Regions from separate parts of the Sus scrofa genome. Here regions 2 and 3 are each linked to region 1. A link is a contact called in public HiChIP or PLAC-seq data. All regions are on one chromosome and are shown on one strand. The core of a region is the stretch at or near the end of the contact, and the rest is flanking DNA. Distances in the headings are between cores, read along the strand shown.

The links. HiChIP or PLAC-seq counts read pairs in DNA pulled down with a chosen protein or histone mark.
Region 2: a contact with region 1 is called in an H3K27ac HiChIP or PLAC-seq map of skeletal muscle. The contact joins two enhancer-like sites. A contact is called at or near these places in 2 of 47 Hi-C or Micro-C datasets (embryonic fibroblasts and liver) and 2 of 2 datasets of contacts at active chromatin or transcription factors (alveolar macrophages and skeletal muscle).
Region 3: a contact with region 1 is called in an H3K27ac HiChIP or PLAC-seq map of skeletal muscle. The contact joins two enhancer-like sites. A contact is called at or near these places in 1 of 47 Hi-C or Micro-C datasets (skeletal muscle) and 2 of 2 datasets of contacts at active chromatin or transcription factors (alveolar macrophages and skeletal muscle).

What each region holds. Positions count from the first base shown.
Region 1 is chr1:5,098,509-5,103,113 of Sscrofa11.1, forward strand. The region is part of intron 4 of PACRG (parkin coregulated gene protein); the gene reads right to left. Among named protein-coding and RNA genes, the nearest start is that of QKI, 220 kb to the left of the region's middle. Within about 2 kb of position 1,878, at least 8 of the 83 cell types and tissues checked have an H3K27ac peak or open chromatin away from gene starts, as enhancers often do. A contact at or near this core is called in skeletal muscle, where this site is marked.
Region 2 is chr1:4,901,183-4,905,787 of Sscrofa11.1, forward strand. No RefSeq gene overlaps it. Among named protein-coding and RNA genes, the nearest start is that of QKI, 20 kb to the left of the region's middle. Within about 2 kb of position 1,794, at least 11 of the 83 cell types and tissues checked have an H3K27ac peak or open chromatin away from gene starts, as enhancers often do. A contact at or near this core is called in skeletal muscle, where this site is marked.
Region 3 is chr1:4,924,300-4,928,904 of Sscrofa11.1, forward strand. No RefSeq gene overlaps it. Among named protein-coding and RNA genes, the nearest start is that of QKI, 43 kb to the left of the region's middle. Within about 2 kb of position 1,807, at least 7 of the 83 cell types and tissues checked have an H3K27ac peak or open chromatin away from gene starts, as enhancers often do. A contact at or near this core is called in skeletal muscle, where this site is marked.

The DNA of each region.
Region 1 (4,605 bases), core at 628-3,127:
GAGATGGCACAATTTTCTCTTGAAGCAAATGTTATGGCAAGAGAATCAGAGACATGTTTGTATATTTGTCCCGCCCATGGTCATGGGCACCTGAAGAAATAAAAGAGCTATTAGAATAAAGAAGTGAATGTTTGTGTGCAAAGACGCCCCACAGGTAAGGGAAAGCAAGACACAGAAACTAACATTGACTAATCCTAACTCTTCTACTTGTATTCTGTTATTTCTCTCAGTAGGGTTATTTTGACGTGGAAGTCAAAACCTCTAAATTAGGTACGTGCTTGGAAATAAACAGAAAAATCTTTTTACCTGGGCTCTGCACAGGAGAATGGAAACATTAAATGATTTTAGCATCCGAGATAAGAAATCCAAAATCAAAACGGCCTATTTATCTTCTGACTCACTATGTCGCAGAAGCAAAATGTGGGCTAATAAGCGAAAACGCCAGGCTCGTCCACGGGGAGGCTGCCTGAGGAAGCAGCGCTGTGCCTGCTCTTCCGTCCAGTGTCGCTCAGAGCCCATCTGGCCTAACCCTTCCTTACGTTTCACAGTGTCGTGGACCAGGGCTCAAAGGCCTGGCTGCTTTGCAGCTTACGGGACGCTTGGTTTTCTCACGGCAGCTTACTGTCTGCCTGGATCTCAACAGCTACTTTTATGCACCCCTTGGGCTACCAGAGAAATCCCACGACGCCTTCCACCAAAAATAACTGTCTCCAAAAATTCCTCAGGAGTGGCAGCATCCAGGGCGACCCGGGTCGGGGATTCACTCACCACCATCTCCAGCCTTCCTGGGTCACCCCCGGAAGCCGACTCAAATACACACATAAGCAAAGCAAAGACTGTGCTTCTCTGCAAACACAGCTTCCAGGGGAGTCTCCCAAGCTCCCTTCCGACCGGCTCACCTCCCTAAGGAGATTTCAGAGCTGACACTGCTCCCCAGGTTTTAAAATTAACTCTCCTTCCTCCACCCCCGCCAAGGCCAAACCCAGTTATCTGCAAGGGCAGGTCTCGGGGGAAAATACTAACAGTGGTAGCCTTCCTCTCAACACGCAGATATCGGCAGGGATTTAAGAGACGCAGAAATCCAGGTTAGGAGAAGGATGAGAGACAAGGATAATTTCACCTCATGAAGACTCAGGAAGTTGAGCAGCTTTCAGGTATATAAGATATACGATTTGGCAACATGGCATCATGGAAAAAACTGGCAGTTCAGCTCTGCTCTTACCCAGCTCTACGTTGGACAAATGCTTTCATCTCTTGGAGCTTAAGTTTTCTGATGTATAATAAGGTAAAGCCAAGGCCTCCTTCTTATGATTGCTGTGAGATTAAATGAGGTAATTGAGGTAACGGCAGAGGCAGCATCAGTGACAGTGACAGGAGTGAGGGTCAGAGATAGTGCCCAGCTATTTTCTACTTCGAATGAGAATTGAATAAAAAGAAACCCACAAACGCTTAGGAGCAGTTTAAGTTGGGTACCCGAAGTAATTTCCTCACGGGGACAACGTGGCTTGAAGCGGAGGAGTCTGGGCTTCTTCTGCAAGGGCCTCTAGACCAGATGCCCCTTTCTCTGAGTCAGCCATGCCCCTGGCATGGTTTGGCCAGAGCAGGGAAGTGACTGATGGGTCTGTGGGAGGAGGAAGTGTCTATGAGTCTGTGACCAGGCGTTGGGAACTGAAGTTTTGAAAAGTCAGATTCTCCATGTGCTGTTCTGTTCTCAGACTGGGTGGTGACACGTGTTTCCAAGTAAGTGGGAAAGGACATCATACAGAAGAAACCCTTTCCAGGGACCCGGAATTCCTGGCGCGGCGCTCTGTGGCTGGCCGACGCTTCCTGAGCCTGGCCTCGTCTTGCACAGGGTCGTGAAATGACAGCGGATGGCTCTGGGAGCTTTGCCTTGTCATAAACGTTCTGCTAGCAGCTGCCCCAGGGAGTGTGTGCCACCCTCTATGCACTGAATTATCTTCGCTCTGGGAGCCCAGGGCGCTGCTCGAAGAAATGGGAAGAATGAGACACCGCCACCCTAGATGCAAATTTTAACCCAGGGACTCACGAATTGCTGGACACGTGTGGGTGGAAGTTGCTGGTTTGGGAGCTTCCAGACACCCACTAAGTACTCTCCTGCTTGGAGGTGTAGAGGGAGGGTCCTCGAAAGTACTTCCTACAAAAAGGGAAGCAGTGACTTGAATTCTTATCCCACGACCTGGAGGCCTTGAGGCAAAATCTTTTGAAATACGTGAGGAGATGGAGAGCAAGGACCTAAGCCAGGAGGCTCTACCTTATTGCAGGATTCAAAGCCTGAAGCAGACCCGCCTAAACCGTGGAGAATGGCCATGCTTTGGCTTCTAAAAGGGGGTATGGTATCTTTATAACCCAGGCGCAAGGTCTGCTACAGTCTAGCCCCGGAGGAGAAAAGATCATGGCACAAAGTGTCTCTATTCTACGGACAGACTACTTTTGGAAATTCTAAAACCTATTCGTTATTTTTGAATTTTTAATTGGCTCATAAATGCAATAGATGTTTAGAATTATAGAGAAATTTTGACATAATCTAGACGAATCTCAAAATTTAATTTTTAAAACAACTTTTCTTCTCTCATTTTACAGTTCGTTATGGAAGAGATGGTAAGCAAAAGAACCAAAGGCAATCCTTTATACCCTCCCTTCCAAGAAATAGCCATTATTATTGCATTTAAATGCATTTCCTTCTGATGTATGCGTGTGTGCGCATATATGTGTATTTAACACACACATAGTAACACACAATTTGGATTATATTATATACGGAGTTCCCGTCGTGGCACACCAGAAATGAATCCAACTAGGAACCGTGTGGTTGCAGGTTCAATCGCTGGCCTCACTCAGCAGCAGGATCTGGTGTTGCCATGAGCTGTGGTGTAGGTCGCAGATGTGGCTCGGATCTGGTGTGGCCGTGGCTCTGGTGTAGGCCTGCAGCTGTGGCTCAGATTAGACTCCTAGTCTGGGAATCTCCATATGCTGCGGGTGTGGCCCTAAAAAGCAAAAAAAAAAAAAAAAAAAAAAAAAAAAAAGTTATATTATATTCATTTTCATACCTTAATTTTAAACTTTTTATCTTGCTTTTATCATATCCTTAAAATGTTTCACTTTAAATAGCAATGTAATATTCCATCAAGGGAATAAAATATAATTTACTTCACCATTTCCATATTGGTGGGCATTTTACTTATTTCTGTTTCGTCATTGTTACTAAAAACAAATTTAAAATATCTAATGATTTCAGTCTATCTCTACCTTTAATTATTTCTTTAGGTTTAATTCCTGGATTTAAAAATGATTATGTTGAGTTTGTGAGTATTTTAAAATCTAGTTGGCAAACCAATCTCTCTGTATTAGGGATTAGGACTTGAAGTCAAGGGGTCTAGAATCTTCCAGAGATTGCATAGCTCTGTGCTAGAAGTGTGCCCTGAACCCAGGTCTCCTGACACCCAGTAAAGCTCCCTTGCATGCGTTTCAGGATCCAGTCAAAGTGAAGGAAGCAAGAAAGTGTATTGATCAATGCAAGCAGCATTCTTTTTCCCAGGGAAAAGATCCTTGGGAGTTTCTCAGACTGTGTGTGTCTGTGTGTGTGTGTCTGTGTGTGTGTGTACTAATAAAAATCATTCAATGACCTGGGTCAAAGAGGCTTTCTCTGGGCTAAATTGCTATTTACCCTGATGCCAAAGCAAAATATAGTTTCTGCAATTAAAATAACTGAAGTGAAAAAAAAAATCCAGTTATCCTTATTGTATTTTTGGGAACATTCATTTAGAGAATTGCATGTGAAGTTAAGGCCAGTTTACTTAGGTTGAGGGGGTGGAAACCTCTGGAGCGGACCAAGGTAGGGTAACTGCAAATTTCTAATGCTGGCTTCAAATTTTAGACATTAAAAAGCACTTTGCAAGTTTTAAGTATATACCAAGAGGCATAAGGCCTTGTTCTAAAGTAACAATTGTGGCTTAATAAAATGTAGACGCTGAGGGCTTCCTGGGATTCTAATGAAAGATCTTCCTATGTTTGGAAGACACTTCTGTAATTTGCATATTTACTGCGGCCCTTGCTGAGATGACGAAGGACAAACAGGGTCCTTGGTCCATTAACTTTGTGTATCGAGTCCATGGCCTTCTTACATGTCTCTGTATAAAAATACATCCGTGGTAGAGTCTGTGATGGAAAATGCCCCTTCCCACCCCCAGTGCTCACAGCGGAGAGCTGGAGATTCCACACTCTCAGGCCAACTGGGCCGACTGAGGTCAACCTTTAATTCAGGGCTCCTGCCCCGAGGGCTCATGTTACCCCAAGGAAGGAAACAGTTCTTTTTTAATCTGTTAGTCTTTCTCCTCTTGCCCCCGCACCCCTCCCTTTCCTTTCATTACCTTGTCACTATCCAACGGCTGCAACCCACCAGTACAGACTTAGAAATTGTGAGAATTTGGGGAGGATTAATTTTGAACCCTTTTGCACCTGTGAAAAAGCTGTAATTATTGTGGTATTATTGATACATCATTGGGACTAGATAAGATCCTGTGCTTTACAGCAGATTGGCTGAGACTGGAGTCCCACCTCTGATACTATGTGATCTTGGGCAAATTG
Region 2 (4,605 bases), core at 544-3,043, 200 kb before region 1:
GCCAGCAGCTACAACTCCAATTCAACCCCTAGCTTGGGAATCTCCATTGGCTGTGAGTGCGTCCCTAAAAAGCAAAAAAAAAGAAAAAAACAGTGAGGAAACAGACATGTTCATGAGCACTAATAATAATCCTAAAAATTTATGAATTTCTGCAAGTCCATTTGATTATAGGTAATCAAGAGATTTAGAATTATATGTGCCTTTAAGCTATAATTTCACTTTTGGGAATTTATGTTGTATAAATAGTTAAAGATATAGCAAAATTATTTCCAATGTGGCAGATACAGAAGAAAGAATTTTAATTTTGTTATTCTTCATTATTTTTGCCAAGCTATATTTTCTATGATAAAGTTCATTATGTAATAAGAAATCAGCCATAAAATCTGTTAAGAAAAATTGTTTGTCCATAGTCAGGGAGCTCCTTTGTTTTCGACTGATCGAGGATCCCTTCCTGGAACTTCATGGGAGCTACCCCAGGATCACAGAAATGTTCAGATCCAAAGACGGATGAAAAAGGTGCGTGCAAATACTCTTGAGATAGTGCCTCTCCTGACATCAGAGCAAACCATGCAAAATGTCAGAGAAACGGTCATTGTCTGGGGAAATGCACACAAAATTTGAAAATTTTAATTAACTCCTATATATAAATATATATGACAGTTTATAACATCCATTTGCTTTTTTAAAAATGCAACTAAATACACAGAAAATATAGACATCTCAGCATTTTCACTCTCAAAAGTTTGGAGATCTCCTCTTTCACCCCACCTCTGTTTTTCTCTAGTTCAACTTCATTGCCATGGAGTTTCATGCAAATAGAAAAGTAACGCCGGACATCATCTTTTCTCAAACCAGAACTGATCTGAATTTGTATTAAGCCAGCAAGGAGTAAATGAAAATATCTCTATGAAGTCTTAACTCAGAGCTGAAATATCAAAAACGACAGTTTTGCATTCCATCTCATTTTTCACAAGGGTTTTTTTTTTTAATCTCATGGTATGATTTTTGTTTCTCAAATATTTGATCCTTGAAAACTGCACCCAACTCATTACAAGGTTTAAAAACACTGCCTGTTTTGGAATGTTTACACACGGTTCTCAAACACGATGGGAACTGGCAGACCAGCCCAGGCTGTTTTCATGGAAGCGCTGGGAGTGGCAGCTGTTACACATCCCGATATTTTTCCAGACTGAAACTCTTATTCCCTACACCCAGGCACGTGTTTCACAGCTGAGCCCAAATCCAAACCGAATTTAAAACTTTTTGGCTAAATGCCACATTCAAAACTTCCCTGACCTGTCTTCCTCTAGTCTCTGACAGCGTATACACGTACTGACTAGTCTGAAAATAGCTGGTTCGTAAACAGGGGGGAAACTGTCCAAGAAATATTTGCACAATGAAATAATCATTTCGTTTTGTCCATATAGACAAACAACCAGTCCATTTGGTAAAAAAAAATTTTTTGTTGTTCTTTTTAACATCTCATGAGTTGACTGAACTCGACTGGATGGTTTGTTTATATTGGTTCATTGTTATCTACTGAGGTGAATCTTAGATCTGATTTTCATAATATAGGGAAGAATGTCCACTGAGAAATGTCTTAAGTTATGTCTTAAGTACTGTAGTTGGTATTTAAGCATATGGTTAAACGCAGCTAATACTGAGTAATAAACGCTTCAAGTGGGAAAGCCCTGCAGAGTTTGTCTTTCCCAGTGGCTGACAGAGCCCTGAGCTTCAGTATTTCCTTCCTTGAGCACTGTAATGACTGCAATCCCATCAGTGACTTTTGGTATGATGGATTTCCTGCAACAACAAAAAATACAATTAAAAAAAACCCAGGGGCACTGTCTAGCCATTTACTCCTTTAACCTCTGTACAGTGTTGCATAAGAGATGTGAAAACCAGAGCAGATCAAGTTTGGAACCTACCAACCTTGGCCTCTTGCCTTCAAGGAATGTTTAGGTCTATTTTTTTTTTTTTTTTTTTTTTTTTAAGAGTTGCTGCCGTTTAGCTCAGTAAGTTAAGGATTGGGCGTTGCCACAGGCTGCGAAGCTTGGATCCTGTATTGCTGTGGCTGTAGTGTAGGCTGGCGGCTGCAGCTTTGACTTGACCCTTAGCCTGGGAACTCCCATATGCCACAGGTTTGGGCGTAGAAAGAAAAAAGCAAACAAGCAAACAAACAAGCAAAAAGCAACTAGTTCTTACAGAGAGAAAAGTTGGGAATAAGACTTACGTAATCCTTCACTTTAAGCATAATTCACCTACAAAATCATTCAGTCTTCCTAAACTATGTGAATGGAATTTGTTTGCATAAATCTAATTCCACCAAAGGCTTCTAAAGTGTGAACTAATTACACGATCTAATTTTGGAGCTTTTCCAAAGTTAATCTCTGAATTAGTTATCTTTTGCTTTTCTTTTATGTGTCATCTTGCTTTTTCACATTTCATTAGGTATCAAAACCAAGAGAGACAAAGTACAAGCTATTTATGTGTTATTAAGTCTCAAGATAATGGGAAATATTTTATCACAGTTAGATCTGCAGAAGAGTTAGGTGGTTCCTAAACCAGTGTTTTGGCAGAAAATAAATAATTATGGGCAGCAGTAACTTAAAACACTTAAAGATATTCCTAAGAACAGTCATTTTGACTGACGTTGACCTTGGTGCTCATGCATGTCTATGAGTGTGTGTGCGTGTGCGTGTGCACGCGTATGTGTGTGCGTGCGAGTGCATATGTGTGCATGTTTGTGTGCACGCGTGTGCGTGCGTGCGTGCGTGCGAGAGAGCATGTGCTCGCGGCTATACAATGAGGTGTGGTTGCAGGGAGCACTGGATGTTATGTGGGAAGTCATGGGTCCAAGGCCGGTCCCAGCACTGGCTGACTGTTTGATAGGAAGGAAGTTACCCACTGTCTCTGAATCTCAGTTTTCTCATCTACAATTAGGCTTAATGGAGTTCCTGTTGTGGCTCAGTGGGTTAAGAGCTTGACTGGTATCCATGAGGATTGCTGGTTTGATCCCTGGCCTCGCTCATTGGGTTAAGGATCTGGCATTGCTGTGCATGAGCTGTGGTGTAGGTCACAGATGTGGCTTGGATCCCACATTGCTTTGGCTGTGGTGTAGGCCGGCAGTTGCAGCTCCAGCTCCGATTCAACCCCTAGCCTGGGAACTTCCACATGCTGTGGGTGTGGCCCTAAAGAGACAAAAAAAAAAAAAAAAAAAAAAAAACCCTGACAAAATAAAATAATAAAAATAAAATAAAATTAGGACTAACAATGCTTGTCCAGGTCTACCCTTTCAAGGGCTTGTCATAGAAATAAAAAGAAATCAGGGTCCTAATAGCATGTCCTGGAGCGTGACATAATTATACCAATGACACAATGTGAGATTTGGGATAATTTATCTAACATGACTGAGTCTTATTCCTTCTTACATGGGAGGGTTATAACAAACTCATGGCAGTAGACGTGATATTGCAGTGTAATATGCTGCAGGCAGACACATTAGTTTGGCTCTTTAAGGAGCATAAACTCAACTGGAAATAGTTTAAACGAAAAAAAAAAAAGAAAAGTGTTTATTGACAAGTCTCAAGCAACCATGGAAAAGAAGCAGCAGAGCCTCTAAAACCACTGGATCCAGAAGTTTGAAGGCGAACAAGACTTTCTCTTTTCTCTTCGCACCGAATATGGTTTGGCTTTTCTCAGGCCAACTTCCTCCACGTGGCCGGACACACGATCCCCAGCAACAGCGATGCCCTACATCTCTCGATTTTGCTGCAAGACAAAAAAAAAAAAAAAAAATAGAATCGCCCACCTCCTCACCCCAAGACTGACGCCCGTTGTAAAGTCCCAGGAGAAGCCTCTAGTGGGCTCAGCTTGGATCAGGGCCCTGGGGTGGGAGCGTGTCCTTGGCTGTCAAGGCAAGAAATGCTCACCAGAAGCACGGACAGTCGGCTTCTCTCCTCTCCGGCGAGGGTGACCCTAGGCCGAAAGGATGAAGCTCTCTGTCAGACCCACTCGGCCTTCGGCGGCTGACATGAGGAACATTCCAGAACAGATTTAAGGGCGCCTTCAAAGTTTAAATTGCTGGAGCAATAAAAGGTAGACGAAGTTTATTCTGGTGCCTATAACCTAAACCATTCCCGTTTGTAATCTTGTGGAACCACAGGACCAAGGATTAAAACCATGCTCTAATTCTCTTTTGTTAAGAACCAGTACTATTTCAGAGGGTTTTTTTCCAGTTTTAAAATCTGATTCATCTCCTGTTAAATCATGCCTATGATTTACTTGGGGCAATGGCTGAAATTTTTTCAATTAGAAAAATGTACATTACAAGTACGTTATTTATAAAGTGTGCAGAGTCGACTATGTTTTAAGAGTTCCACCTGAAGAGGCAACAATAGAAGGCCAACACAAATATAGATTCTTGGGTATCACACGGGTTTAAACCATCTGCCTTCTCCCTCAAAGGTCTCTCTGTACAACGTCTCCATTCCTGGACAGCTTTTTCTCTGGTGACTCTTGTCTGCCATGGAAGCTGTTCTGCTTGGCAGAAGCTGTGTCCCTTGATGGAGTTGAGTGTGGCCCCATGCTGGGGTCTTATGTGCC
Region 3 (4,605 bases), core at 557-3,056, 170 kb before region 1:
ATTTACAAAAACAGCCCTTTCTTGCATTTTTGCTCCTGGGCTCCTGTCTCTGATTCACAGGCCACGTCTTTGAGAAGGGGAGCAGGTGGAATCCAGGTGTCAGGCCTGGGCTCCTCCAGGGACTGGTCACAGCCCAATGGGGTTTAAGGGCAAACTCTTAAAATCAGCCCTGTAGTGACAGGGGGCCAGGCCCCATCGCAGGGCTCCTGGAGTGTCGCCTTTGCCGTCTCCTCCGGAAAGCCCTCCAAGGCTGGAGGCTGGCTCTCTCACACTCTTGGTTGTTGTCACCCCTTTTTTAGGGCTGCGCTGGCAGTATATGGAAGCTCCCAAGCTAGGGGTCGAATCGGAGCTACAGCTGCCAACCTACACCACAGCCACGGCAACGTGGGATCCATGCTGCATCTGTGACCTACACCACAGCTCATAGCAACGCCTGATCCCCAACCCACTGATCGAAGCCACATCCCCACGGATACTAGTCAGACTTGTTTCCGCTGCGCCACAATGGGAACTCCCAAAAGCCAACACATTTCAAACCTGGTTTCTGTTCTACGCCATCGTCTTGCCAATCACGTGGCTGTGGAGAGGCGTGGGAGGCACCGTGAAGCCACCAGGAGACCGACTCTCAGGGAGGCCGACAAGCGACCGCCCTTCTGTGAGGCTTGGTCCCCTCACCTGCAAACTGGCGGTGATCTTCCAGGGTGATCAGGGCTCAAGGGGAGCACCCACGGGGCATCCTCGGGTTCTGGAAGCTGTTCAACCCCCCCCCCCCCCCCCGCCTCAGGCTTCCAAACTTCTTTCCAGGCGTGTTGAACCCGCCTTGGTCATCCCCAAATGCCGATGACCATTTATCTTATTCACAAACCATTTTGTGTATCCCTGGATTGTTTTACAGTTTTAACATTTTATTGTTTTGTCTTGTTACTTTTAGCTTTTATTAAAGCTGCCAATTTTTATAATCAATTTTCTGTTTGTATTGTTTACCTTCCTTGACATTGTGATTTGAAAGGATGTCTCTCTCTCTCTTTTAACGCTCTTATCTGCTCTGTGTTTTAGAAGGTCAAGAAGTTTGCTGACCGACTAACAGAATGATCAAAACGTCCCACACCCAGGCTTTCCTTCTCAAACCCCAGAACTGCAGGGTCAGGGAGTCCTCTGCGGTCCGGGTGGGCCGCAGGGCTGATGGATGCTGGAAAAAATGTTGACGATGAGATGCGGAGATGACCCATGAAGTAACCCTGCCCAACGCGGGGCACCCTTCTGCGAGGCCCAAGGCCCGCCATGTAGACCTGTGGGTCCCCCTGCAGGGTTTTCCGTCCCGCTCCGGGCTGCCCCTCTCCCGTGGGGGAAATGCCCCCCTTCCCTGGTAACCCGCGTCTGCTTTCTGTTTGTGCCTCTGCCGACATTTACTTTTATCCACATTTTTTTGGCTCAGCATCTTGGTTCAGATGCCGACCTTAGGCCTTTGCACAAATGCCTTGCAAACACATACGTCGGTCAATGTCAGTATCAGATCGGGTTCGCTCACCCTGGACGCGTATTTATTTATTCCCGTTTTACAAGCTAAGCGTCTCCTCCTGGGCCCGGCCCTTCATTCCCTTAGTTCTGAGTTGTCCGCTCCGCTCACAGGCGCTGAGCTCCTCCGAGGTGCGGGGCTGGGGGCTCCACCCGCCGCCCTCTGAGCGCCTGTGCTGATTGCTGCTCTCCGTCTTCCTTTTCATTGCTTCGGCGTCCTCGGTGTGACTGCGCTCCGAGGTGCCCACACAGCGCATAATATCCCATGACAGGATGCCTTTCCGGGTGCAAACCAAAATAGCACTGGCCTTTGTGCGGCCTATTCCTTTCTAATCTCGTCCTGACACGCCGCCCAGCCTCACCTCTCAAACATTTCGGTCCCTGTCTGACCCACGTCGTGAGGGCTGGGATAGATCTAAGGCGATCTTCTGCGGCTTCTGTATTTGCGAGCTTTGAATCCATTCACATGTTTTCTCCTCACCACCATCTGAATTGCGTCCCTGGTGGGAAGTCAGACGCTTGTTTTTCAATCCGGTTTCCTTCTGCTCACAAAGATGTGAAAGAAACTATATCCAGGCTTGGAAGAGAGGCTCAATTACATTCTAGGAAAGTAACAATTTAGACAGTCTCGTTTTAAGCAACCGCGTCTCTTTTTTTTAAAAATTTAGAGCTGGATGAGAACTGAGGAATCGCTCCCCCAAACCTGAGCTTCTGCGGGGAGGGTGTGCTGAATCAGGATTAGATTCGGGGCCTCCCGCCTCAGTTTGGTCTGTGGGTCCCCTTTCAAGTCTACCTTTTTTAAAAAAAAATATTTTTACTTTTATTTTTTAATTAAAGTATAGTTGATGTACAGTGTTCTGTCAATTTCTGCTATACAGCAAAGTGACCCAGTCATACATACATATACACAATTTTTCTCACATTATCCTCATCGGGTTCTATTACAGGGATTGGCTGGAGTTCCCTGTGCTGTACAGTAGGACCTCATTGCTTTTTTTTTTTTTTTTTTTAAGGGCTGCACCCAAGGCATATGGAAGTTTGCAAATTTCCCAGAGTTCCCAGGCTAGAGGTCAAATCAGAGCCACAGCTGCCAGACGATGCCTCAGCCACAGCAATGCCAGATCCAAGCCACATCGCAACGTACACCACAGCTCATGGCAATGCCAGATCCCTAACCCACTGAGCAAGGCCAGGAATTGAACCTGCATCCTCATGGATACTGGTTGGGTTCATTTCCACTGAGCCACGTTGAGAACACTACTTATCCATCCTAAATGTAATTGCTTGCGTCCACTCGCCCCATATTCCCAGTCCATTCCACTCCGCTCCTGCCTTGGCAACTACAAGTCTGCTCTCCATGTCTGCGAGTCTGTTTCTGTTCTGTGGAAAGGTTCATCTGTGCCATATATTAGATTCCACATAGAAGTGATATCATATGGGTATTTGTCTTTCTCTTTCTGACTTACTCCACTTAGTATGAATTCTACTTTTTTAAATCAAAGATAGGTATGTTAAAAAAAGAGTAAAACCACACCCAAGGCCACATCAATCACACATGTTTCCCGTGCCCTGAGCCCCAAACGTGCCTTTCATCCCAGGCTCCTGGGGCCTCTGACTTGTGTTGCTTAACCCCTCGGGGACCCTGCAAGCTCACTCTGGTCCAGGCGGCCTCCCAGTGCGATGGAACCCGGGCCTCTCTTCCCAGCATCTGTTAACCCCCGGTGATGGCCATGTGTCTGCAACAGTTGTCGCTGGCAGCCATGCCCCCTCATGTTGCCTGACTGACTGCATCTCTTTCTTGATAGGGACTGCGTTTTATTTTTGGACAGCTCGGGTTGTTAGAAAGTTTCCCCTCTGATCAAGCCAACTCTGCCTTATCCTACTGCCCTTCCTGGGTCCGTGTTGCTCCGTGACCTTCAAGCAGACTTGGGTCTTTCCCTGCCCTGCTCCTTGACCATGGCCGTCCCCTCCCCTGACCTGCCTCATTTTGACCCCTCGTCCTATTTTCACTTTTCACCGAAGCTTTGCCATTGACAACCCAGCTGGAGTTTCCCCCCGGCTTTTTCTTGACACTTTCTCTAGGACACCTCCTCTGGCATCGACCGCCCCACCACCCCGGCTCCTAGATCTTGAAGGTGTTGAGTTTGCTGCCCCCCCAAGTCAGGAGTAGCCGGGGTGATGGCTCGCCCCACCAGTGTTGGGCCCCGTCAGTTTGGGAATGAGCCTTGGCCTTGCAGGTCTTAGCTCTGTCCTCTGGAGCAGCATCGGGTACATCTAATCCCTGCTGGTATTTCAGGAGCATCACCCCACCCCTCCGGCACGGCTCTGCTCCCTGTCCTGTGCGCTCTTTTAAAGGGTGGATATAAATGCCTGTGTGTGGAGATGGTGCTTGACCTGCACAGGGACCAGGGGCGTTCTCCTGCCTTGGCTGGAACAGTCTATTTCATCAGTGCCGAGTCTTGCCATGGGTTTTGTTTAGCAGCGTGATCACACCCTGAGCTGTGGCCAACCAAATACATCCACCTCTTCCCCTCTCAACTGCGGAGGTGCCGTAAGCCTGGTCCCGATTCTTCTCTGCTTCCAAATCTGGTGCATCCTCTTAACTCCTATTTCACCAGGATAGCTTATGCTAGCTGACGGATGTCTTTTCGAATCCTGATTCTTTCTTGTGCCTTTACCCTTGTTTTTATTAATATATGAATTGTGGGCTTCCAAAGCCTAGGCGGGCATGTTCAGTAAGGGCACAGGTTCACTGCTCTGAACAGCTTTGCATGTGCCCTGGTGTCCGTGAAATAAGGAATGGATGGTGGATGGCAGGGGCCGGGTTTCCCCTGTTGGAGGGATGTTACAGATGCCCAAGGGGCAAGGCGGGGTTAGAGGCAGAGGCATCAGGATGCATGTGCGTTTAGCTTAGTACAGATTCGGATAGCTGGATACAAGAGTAATTGCAGGAGTTCCCACTGTGGTTCGGCAGTAACGAACCCCACTACTATCCGTGAGGACGTGGGTTCAATCTCTGGCCTCGATTGATGGGTTAAGAATCTGGTGTTGTCCTAAGCTGTGGTGTAGGCCTGCAGCTCCAATTTGACC